Linked DNA regions of Zea mays: regions 1 and 3 are each linked to region 2. The links are chromatin contacts, called in public Hi-C maps. All regions are on one chromosome and are shown on one strand. Each heading gives the region's core, a stretch centred on a gene start, on an enhancer-like site or on the middle of the called end of the contact. The rest is flanking DNA. Distances are from core to core; before and after follow the strand shown.

Region 1 (2,700 bases), core at 22-2,521, 190 kb before region 2:
ATCCCTAGCAAGTCAAAATCTCTCTCAATCCATATCAATCACCTCCAATCCATATGAATCGAAAATAACCGAACAAGCCCTAAGGGAGTACGTGTTTGTTTTTAAACTAATTTTAGTCCATTTATTTTATTTTTATCCCTAAATTGGTAAATATAAAAATTAAAACTATATTTTAGTTTTCATCTATTTTATTTATTTATCCTAAATTGCTAAATACGGAAACTAAAACTTACCTCTGTATTTGCCTATTTAGGAACTAAGAATAGAATAAAATAGAGTGAGTTAAATTTGGTCCCTAAAAACTGAACAACCTTTAAACCCTAAATTTGATAAATGAAGTTATCATGCATCACCTCATCTTAAACTGAGATGGCACCTTCAAGCAAACATTTCTTAGCGCTCGGCGTATATGGCAAGAGGCTGAAGGCCAGCTAGTGGAGAATTGAAGTGGAACGTACGTATATAAGCGACACGTATATGTGGGGCATCACGCACCTGGAAGTCCTTGTTGACGATCATGCCGACGGTGCAGAACGCGGTGGCGACGAACCCCATCACCAGCTGCAACTCCACCACCAGCGCGTACGTCACGGCGCGTCCGCCCCCCGCGGCGCACTTGTAGGTGAGCTCGACCAGCGGCAGGAACAGCCCGTACAGCACCGCGGCGCCCAGGGTGAGCGTGAAGCCCAGCCAGTACTGGCTCCTGGTGACGCCCGCGGGGCGGTCGGAGGAGACGTGCAGGCCCAGCACGACGGCGCCCACCGTCAGCAGCGCCACGGCGTTCACCGTCGCCATCGTCAGCCGCTGCCGCACGATCAGGAACGCGAACAGCACCGTGAAGGCCAGCTGCGTGGAGATGAGGATCGCGGAGGTGGAGACGGGCAGGAACTCGAGGCCCCAGGCGTAGAGCAAGTTGTCCACGCCCGCGATGAGCCCGAGCCCCGCGGCGGCCAGCAGTATGCGCGGCTGGGTCTGGGTGAGCAGCGCCGGGGCGCTCCGGTAGCGCGCTCGGCGGCGGACGTAGGAAGCCGCCACTGGCGGGAGCAGCAGCGGCCACCCACCGGTCTGCAGCCATCCGGAGAGCCACTGCCGGTGGCCGCCCTTGCTGAAGTAGAGGCGGCTGAGGAGCTGCCCGCCGGTGACGCCAAGCGCGAGCATCACGCAGTTGGTCGCCACCAGGAGGCGGCGCATCGTCTTGCTGCGCAAGGGCGGAGACTCATGGCTCGCTTCCACGTCCATGCCTATAGTCTCGCTGCGCCGGTTCCTACTCCTACCTCTGTCTGTTCACAAGATGCTAGTAGTATGTAGTTGGCGTGCCTCCTGGTCGTGGTCGTAGTAGGTACATGGAGCTACCAGTCTACACCACTACACTTTGAATGCAATAGTGACGCCGGGCCCCAGGATCGTCTGGAGAGACGTGTACTCACTGCGCGCAGGTGCTAGATATATGGATAAGTCTCCTCTTCGAGCATCACAAGTCAGACCAAGTTATAAGAAACAATTATATTCTATTATATATTAGAATATTAGTACTGATTATTAACTTGTAAGAAATAAGATGATAATAAATTAGTATACTAGAACAGACGGCGCCCTATGGAAAATAATGTTTCGAAACAACTTATCTGGGATTTGCTAGTCCTATTTATGTAATAGCTGCAGTCCGTCTAACTATATTCATAGCTGTTGCAACCTTTGCATTATATTCTACAGAGGGTGTAAACATTGTGCTCTATGTAATTACTTGATCACTGTATTATGAGTAAAAACGCTACACAACGTACTCTTCAAGCAACACCAGGTCACTATGCAGCAGCCTTGTCTCATCTTTAAGATCATAGTAGTCCCATATTCTAGAGGCATGGACACGGAGGCGGTCAGCCGGTCACTGCAGTCCCCAATCAACAGCCCAGCAACTACTCCGTCTCCCATCTGTGGTCATGGAGATAGAGATGTTAGGCTCCAAACAAATAGCATACAAGACTGAGAACAGTAAGAATTTATTTCAGGTGAGGGTACGAACATATCAGGATAAACATACGTGTTTTGCAGCACCTAGCTCGACAGTTTAGTTTTTTTTGGGAGGGTAATGACAGCGAGACGGAACTTCTCCAAAACCCATATGTACATATAAAACATGTACACATGACCCTATGTTTTTGCTGCATCAAGTGCAGTGACATTCGACCATAATTCAACTAAAAACATCAATTCAAGAATTCAAACTTACCATGCACAGATTACATCAGCAAAGAGCAACCAGATGGAGGGGCTTATGTAATATGACCAATTATTATAAATATAATGTTCATTGAAAATTCGAAACACTCACAAGCTTAGTGTAGAATGGTATAAAATGCCCTGAATTATTGTATTCACATTTTTAGCCATTGAGCAATTATCTAATGTTAAGCACCTATAACCTGCAGATATACATATGTGTCATTGAAGTCTTATGAATGTCTCAATAAACAAGTTATATTCCAAAAAGGGGTAAAATGAATAGCATGATACAAATCTTGGCTCAGCTATAATAAGCACTAAAATTTTAAAATTAAAATGACCCTGTTGGCTGGTCCGTTGCGGCATTATTAACAATGAGTACCTTCAGCACTACACCAAACTCATTGAAACGGTGAGATAATAAGTCCTTGGTGGCAGCAAATGATCTAAATCTTCAGTTTGTGTCTGCTTGGTTGT
Region 2 (2,700 bases), core at 123-2,622:
CACCGTTCCCCCACCGCCCCAGCCGGAGCCCACCCCCGTTTTCTATTTGCCGCCAGCTGGTCCAGCCCTACTCTACTCTTACTCTACTCTACCGCGCCGGATAGGGAGGGCGGGAGGTGTGCGTATAATAATAATGGGCTCTGGCAGCTTGCGGGACGCGACCAGATCCAGGGCGCACAGACAGCTGTTGCGTCTGTGGCCCAGATCCATCAGCTTGTTCGGCTGCCACAGAGAGAGCACTGTTGCAGCTGCAAAATACTGTTGCGGCTGCAATCCCTAGAGACAAAATACTGTAGAAGCCGCAGCCGCAGTTGGATTAAAGCCGCAGCGAACAAGCCACATACCCCTAGCTCGATCTACAAGCACGAGCTCATCATGCCCATGGATCCTGGCCTGGCCTGGTCTCTCTGCATCGACGTTCGTTCGTGTGTGTGTATGTGTGCAGCCCAAGCTCAAGATCGCGCAACAACGGTGAGCTCTACACCACAGTAACACTGCACTACTCTCAGTCTACTACTCAGTAGTACGAGCACTCTCCAAGATCTGATCCGATCTGATACGATCACCGAGCTAAAATGTAGTAAGCAGTAGCTGCGAAAGAGAATCAACAGGGTATTATACAAATGGATGAACGGAGCACAACACCACCGAGCCAGCCCAACCAATCTGTCCGAGCCACGGTCCTACACTGTAGCAACACGAACGAACAGATGCCGCCAGTCCTACTGAATCGAATGCCGAATGGAATATGGATATTCGGATGGAAGAAAAAAAATGGTGAAAAGAAAAAAAAAGAAGGAATCAACGGCTCAACACGGATAACAAATAAATTACAGCACGGGGCAGTGCAGATCTCCCTTCTCTCAGTAGAAGGCGGCGGCGGCGGCGGCCACGGCGGCAGCGGCGGCGAACCACTTGGCGGCGGCGGGGGAGACGGCGGCGGCGGCGCTGGGGGCAGGGGGCACCTCGGCGGAGGGCGTCGGGGCGGGGCCCTCCGTGGGCATCGGCGGGGAGCTCATCTCGGGGGTCGGGGCCTCGGCCTTGGGCGCCGGGGCAAGGGCCTCGGGCGCGGGGGCGGGGGCCTTGGGAGCGGGCGCCGGGGCCGGGGGAGGCGTGGCCGGAGGCTGGGCGGGCGGCGACACCGGCGCCGGGGCGGGCGGCGGGGTCGCGGGCGTCGGAGGCGGCGTCGCCGGCGGGGGAGGAGACGCCTTGGGAGCCGGCGTCGGGGTGGCGGCCGGGGCCTGCGCCGCCGCGGCGGCGAAGAGCATTGCCATGGCCAGGGCCGCGAGCTGGAAGCGCGCCATTGCAGCCGAGTAGGCGAGAGAGAAGCTTGATGAGCGTGTGCGTGTGTGTGTGTGTACTGTGATGGTGTGTGCCCGGTGCCGGGACAGTAGAGGGCCGCGTCTTATAAAGAGGTCGAAGCCGAGGTTACGACGCGTAATTACTAGTCCTGCCAGGGGTTTAGCTGCTACTTTCCTCGAAGATCAGCCGCCGTTGGATCGGTCCGTGACGGCGATGTCACATTTTGCCCAGAGCCTGTTTCGAGTATGATAAAAAAATCTGAAGATGGGGTTTGGCTACATCTCCATTTTCGCCCAATGGACATGGTCGGTTGTGAGCTGGCGCTCACTGTATGTCTTGTCGTGCGTACGTATTTTTGGATTTTGGGAAATGCGGCAACGGTCCACCCATTTATAATGTTCTCTCTCTCTCTCTTTTAAAAAAATAGGCCCCATCAAATATTATCAGCTCCATATACGGTCTCATTTGGCACCCACATATATTGTTTCTGTCTATACAATACTGCCATTCAGAATAAGGAAATTGTGCCGCTATTTTTTTATGAATTTGAAGGGGGGAAATAAAACTTCAATGCGGCTTGAGTAGCCGTTGATAATGTCGTTGGCGCGGCCACTTGTACATCTCATCTCCAGCTAAGGTTCGTTGCCCAGAATAGTGCCTTTGAAACGGGATGATTAGCTTGTTGAAACTAATCAATGAGGCCCCCATGTTCCGCGCTCAGATTTTTTATATTCGGGCCATCTCTAAACGGCTCACAATACTGCTGAACCACCTCCGAAACGGTGGCAACCTACACCTAGGGATAAAAATGAGGCATAAATCACAACATCATATTAAATACATCTCTGCCTCTCTATCACCTCTCTCTTACAGAGATTGACCGGCTATATTTGGCTTACAAGTCCACGGTTCCTTATTGATACTGTTACTGTTAGACTGTTTCCGGTAAATAGAGTAGAATAGGAGACACAAAACTGTACATGACACTATTCACACTGTTTAGAGAGTAAAATTTAAAATAGAGGATGAGACAGAGGATCTGCTAGAGATAGCCTTAAGTTGTTATGAAAAACGCGTTTACATACGACGGCCTATTAGCAGTTGTGTATTCTTGTGACTTTGATCCATATGATAAATCCAGCGATTTCCAGCCTATGTAACCAGATTCTTCCAATAAAAGCTATATATAATCCTACGTGCACGATGGTCAACTTGATCGATGCAAGAGAACTCTAGTGACCTCCCACCTAATGATCTAACCAAACCCTTCCAAAAACCAGAGTTTGAGTTTCACTGCTTGGTGACGCTGAACTTGATCCACAGGGTAAATCCAGTAAAATCTAACCTACTCAAATAGAACCGGAAAATATATGGGGCCAGATTGTTACCCATTACCAG
Region 3 (2,700 bases), core at 119-2,618, 220 kb after region 2:
GAGTGAGATCGACGGAAAATGTGACCCTGTGTCCGGTTCCGCGGGTGGAGGCCAACACGGTACGCGGGCGCCCAGGTGGTCGTCTCCTCCGACTCCGAGGATGGCCTTTGGCAGCCTCCGTTGGGCGTGGCGTCGCTCACCATCCAGGCACGGCAAAAGCACGGTAGCCCCTGCCGACTGCCGACCAGGCGACCACACACAAGGACGGGCTTTATCTGCAGGTAATAAATAGATGGTGCACCTTTCGCTGCACCTTGCACGGCTCGCGTCTTCCCAGTTTTCCGTCCCAGTCTTGACTCTTGAAGCGCTCGAAAACAGGAAGGTTTACCAGAATAGAGTAAACGCAGAGGAGACACAAACCCTCGAAATCGAAACAAGTGAAGTGCGTCCAGTGCGCCATGACCGAAAAAACCTCGTCACCGATCACACGCTCGAGCAATCCAAAAAACAAAACAAAAAAAAAAAGGCACTGAACGGGAGGACACGCTTCTAGCATCACTACGTTTTTTTCCTCGTCATCATCGTCTGTTTCTTCTTCCGGGTGGTTCGTGATCACGCGCTTTTCTTTTTAACAACTAGTACTAAGAATCTAAGATAAGGGAACAAAACATGACCAACGCAAAAACCGGGGGGGGGGGGGGGGGGGGGGGGGGCAAGAATTCGCAACGACACGACTACACGAGGCCAGGCCAATGGAGCGTCCAAGCTACTGTAGGAGTCCCAGCTTTCGCGGCGCGTCGTTTTCGTTAGGCCGTAGGGGGACGGATTTCGGGATTTGAAAACCTGGGCATATTCTGCGTCCAGAGGATTCGCTGGGGATTTGGGGGGAGGTTAGAATATGCGGCCGGGTGCTTGCTAGTACTGAACAAAAAACAAAGGGCACCGAAAGCCGCGGTCGCCTTTCTCGCACCGGCGCCGGGTTGAGATGAGAACGACTCGGGTCGCTGTTCTGCGGAAATGGGGGCGCAGGATATCGTGTGGTTGCTGGAAAAAAAACATGTGCTGGGCTCGACGATATTTTTACCCCTCGACGACCTCGAAGGATGCTGCTATAGCTCCTCTTGGCCATAGAACAGGAGCAGGAGTGCATGCAGAGCTCCTGCGCCGGCCGGCGAGCATGAGGAACTGAGGATGGATGGTAGGCATATGTGAGGAACATGTGTTCGGTTCGGTGACGGTGACGCCAGCCCCGGCCCTTGCCTGTCTGCCTACGCAGGAGCCTACCTGCTTCATCCGGCTCTGGTTCGTCCATCTGTTCAACCTGGCTTCATGGGCGCGTGACCTGAGCTTAACCACCGCCTCGTTTCCGCGGTAGGGTTTACTAGCTGGTGTCCGTTGCTCGGCTAGCACCGTAGCACGCACGTATCTCCAGCACACGGTGACAAAAAGGAAAGCTGCAGCGAGCATTTTCAGGCAACAGTGGTAACTATTAGTAGTATTATTCTCTCATGCGATCAACATACATAGTGGCTGTATGGATGGTTAACCATGGTTGCCTCTTGACCGCACTACCGGCGTGGCGTGACCTAACCTAACCCGAGCTCCCTCCCTTTCGCCCCCCTGTCTCCCTCGCCCACGCACGCCCTTTATTAAGGCACAGAGGACAGCACACAGTATTGTGGGAACTGCATGCTGAGAGCAAACCCAGAAAGGAAAAAGGAAAAAAAGAAAACAGAGAGAGGGGAGAGTGGGAGACGGTCGGAGACAGAGGCCTCACTCCTCCACACTCTCAGTCGTCTTCCAGTCCCAGCGCTTTCTTGGATCGCGAGGAAACCACTCGGGGAGTTTGCAGTTGCAGAGAACTGTATCGGCCGAAGTGGTTGCACGGTGTGTTGGCCTTGGCCATGCGCCACGGCAGGGAACAGAGACGAGCAGCAGGGAGGCAGCAATGGAGGCGCTCATTGACCCTGCTCTCGCTGTAAAGATAGTCCCGCGGTGCCCTCCGAATTCCACTTGATCCAACTCTCGACATGAAGCGGCCACGCGGCGCTACTCCCTCCCTGTCTGCGATGCCCAATCATCAGGAAGGTAACTTCCAGCCTCATCTGTTTTATTCCCCTTTGCAGGAATCCATTGTTCTGGCCTTCTCTGGGGGTGGGTGATGTCGTGGCGGGAATGCGTGCGGAATGAAGATCTGAGTCCTTGTGCGTGCGTGTTCCCAGATGACGGCTACGGCGTGCTCGGGATGGAGGCGGACGTGGACGTGGACGTGGACGAGGAGATGATGGCGTTCGGCGGCGGCGGCGGCGGGGAGAAGAAGCGGCGCCTGAGCGCCGAGCAGGTGCGCGCGCTGGAGCGGAGCTTCGAGGTGGAGAACAAGCTGGAGCCGGAGCGCAAGGCGCGGCTGGCGCGCGACCTCGGCCTGCAGCCCCGCCAGGTCGCCGTCTGGTTCCAGAACCGCCGCGCCCGCTGGAAGACCAAGCAGCTGGAGCGCGACTACGCCGCGCTGCGCCGCTCCTACGACGCGCTTCGGCTCGACCACGACGCGCTCCGCCGCGACAAGGACGCCCTCCTCGCCGAGGTAGTATTGTCGATAACTCCATACTATATATGCCGTCGTATCGTATAGGCTGCTGGGCGAGTACGGTTAAGGCGTTCTATCGTTTCTTCGCGTGCGCAACGGCTGATCCTAGTTCCGTTGGCTGTGTGAATCGTCGCAGATCAGGGAGCTCAAGGCGAAGCTGGGGGACGACGAGGACG

Evidence for each region. A called contact is a pair of places that touch in the nucleus more often than the background predicts.
Region 1: a contact with region 2 is called in a Hi-C map of leaf, with 4 times the contacts expected there. The contact joins the promoter of LOC100193377 here to the promoter of LOC100275651 in region 2. A contact is called at or near these places in 4 of 25 Hi-C or Micro-C datasets (bundle sheath, ear, leaf and 1 more).
Region 3: a contact with region 2 is called in a Hi-C map of leaf, with 6 times the contacts expected there. The contact joins the promoter of LOC100194336 here to the promoter of LOC100275651 in region 2. A contact is called at or near these places in 3 of 25 Hi-C or Micro-C datasets (bundle sheath, leaf and seedling).

Annotation. Positions count from the first base shown.
Region 1 is chr2:192,849,352-192,852,051 of Zm-B73-REFERENCE-NAM-5.0, forward strand. It overlaps LOC100193377, which reads right to left and starts at 1,272. Exons shown (of 2, transcript NM_001416200.1): 1 at 496-1,272. The coding sequence starts at 1,239.
Region 2 is chr2:193,039,171-193,041,870 of Zm-B73-REFERENCE-NAM-5.0, forward strand. LOC100275651 reads right to left here and starts at 1,373. Exons shown (of 1, transcript NM_001367826.1): 1 at 593-1,373. The coding sequence starts at 1,304. The coding sequence ends at 864.
Region 3 is chr2:193,259,992-193,262,691 of Zm-B73-REFERENCE-NAM-5.0, forward strand. LOC100194336 reads left to right here and starts at 1,369. Exons shown (of 3, transcript NM_001139372.2): 1 at 1,369-2,028; 2 at 2,163-2,521; 3 at 2,661-2,700. The coding sequence starts at 1,971.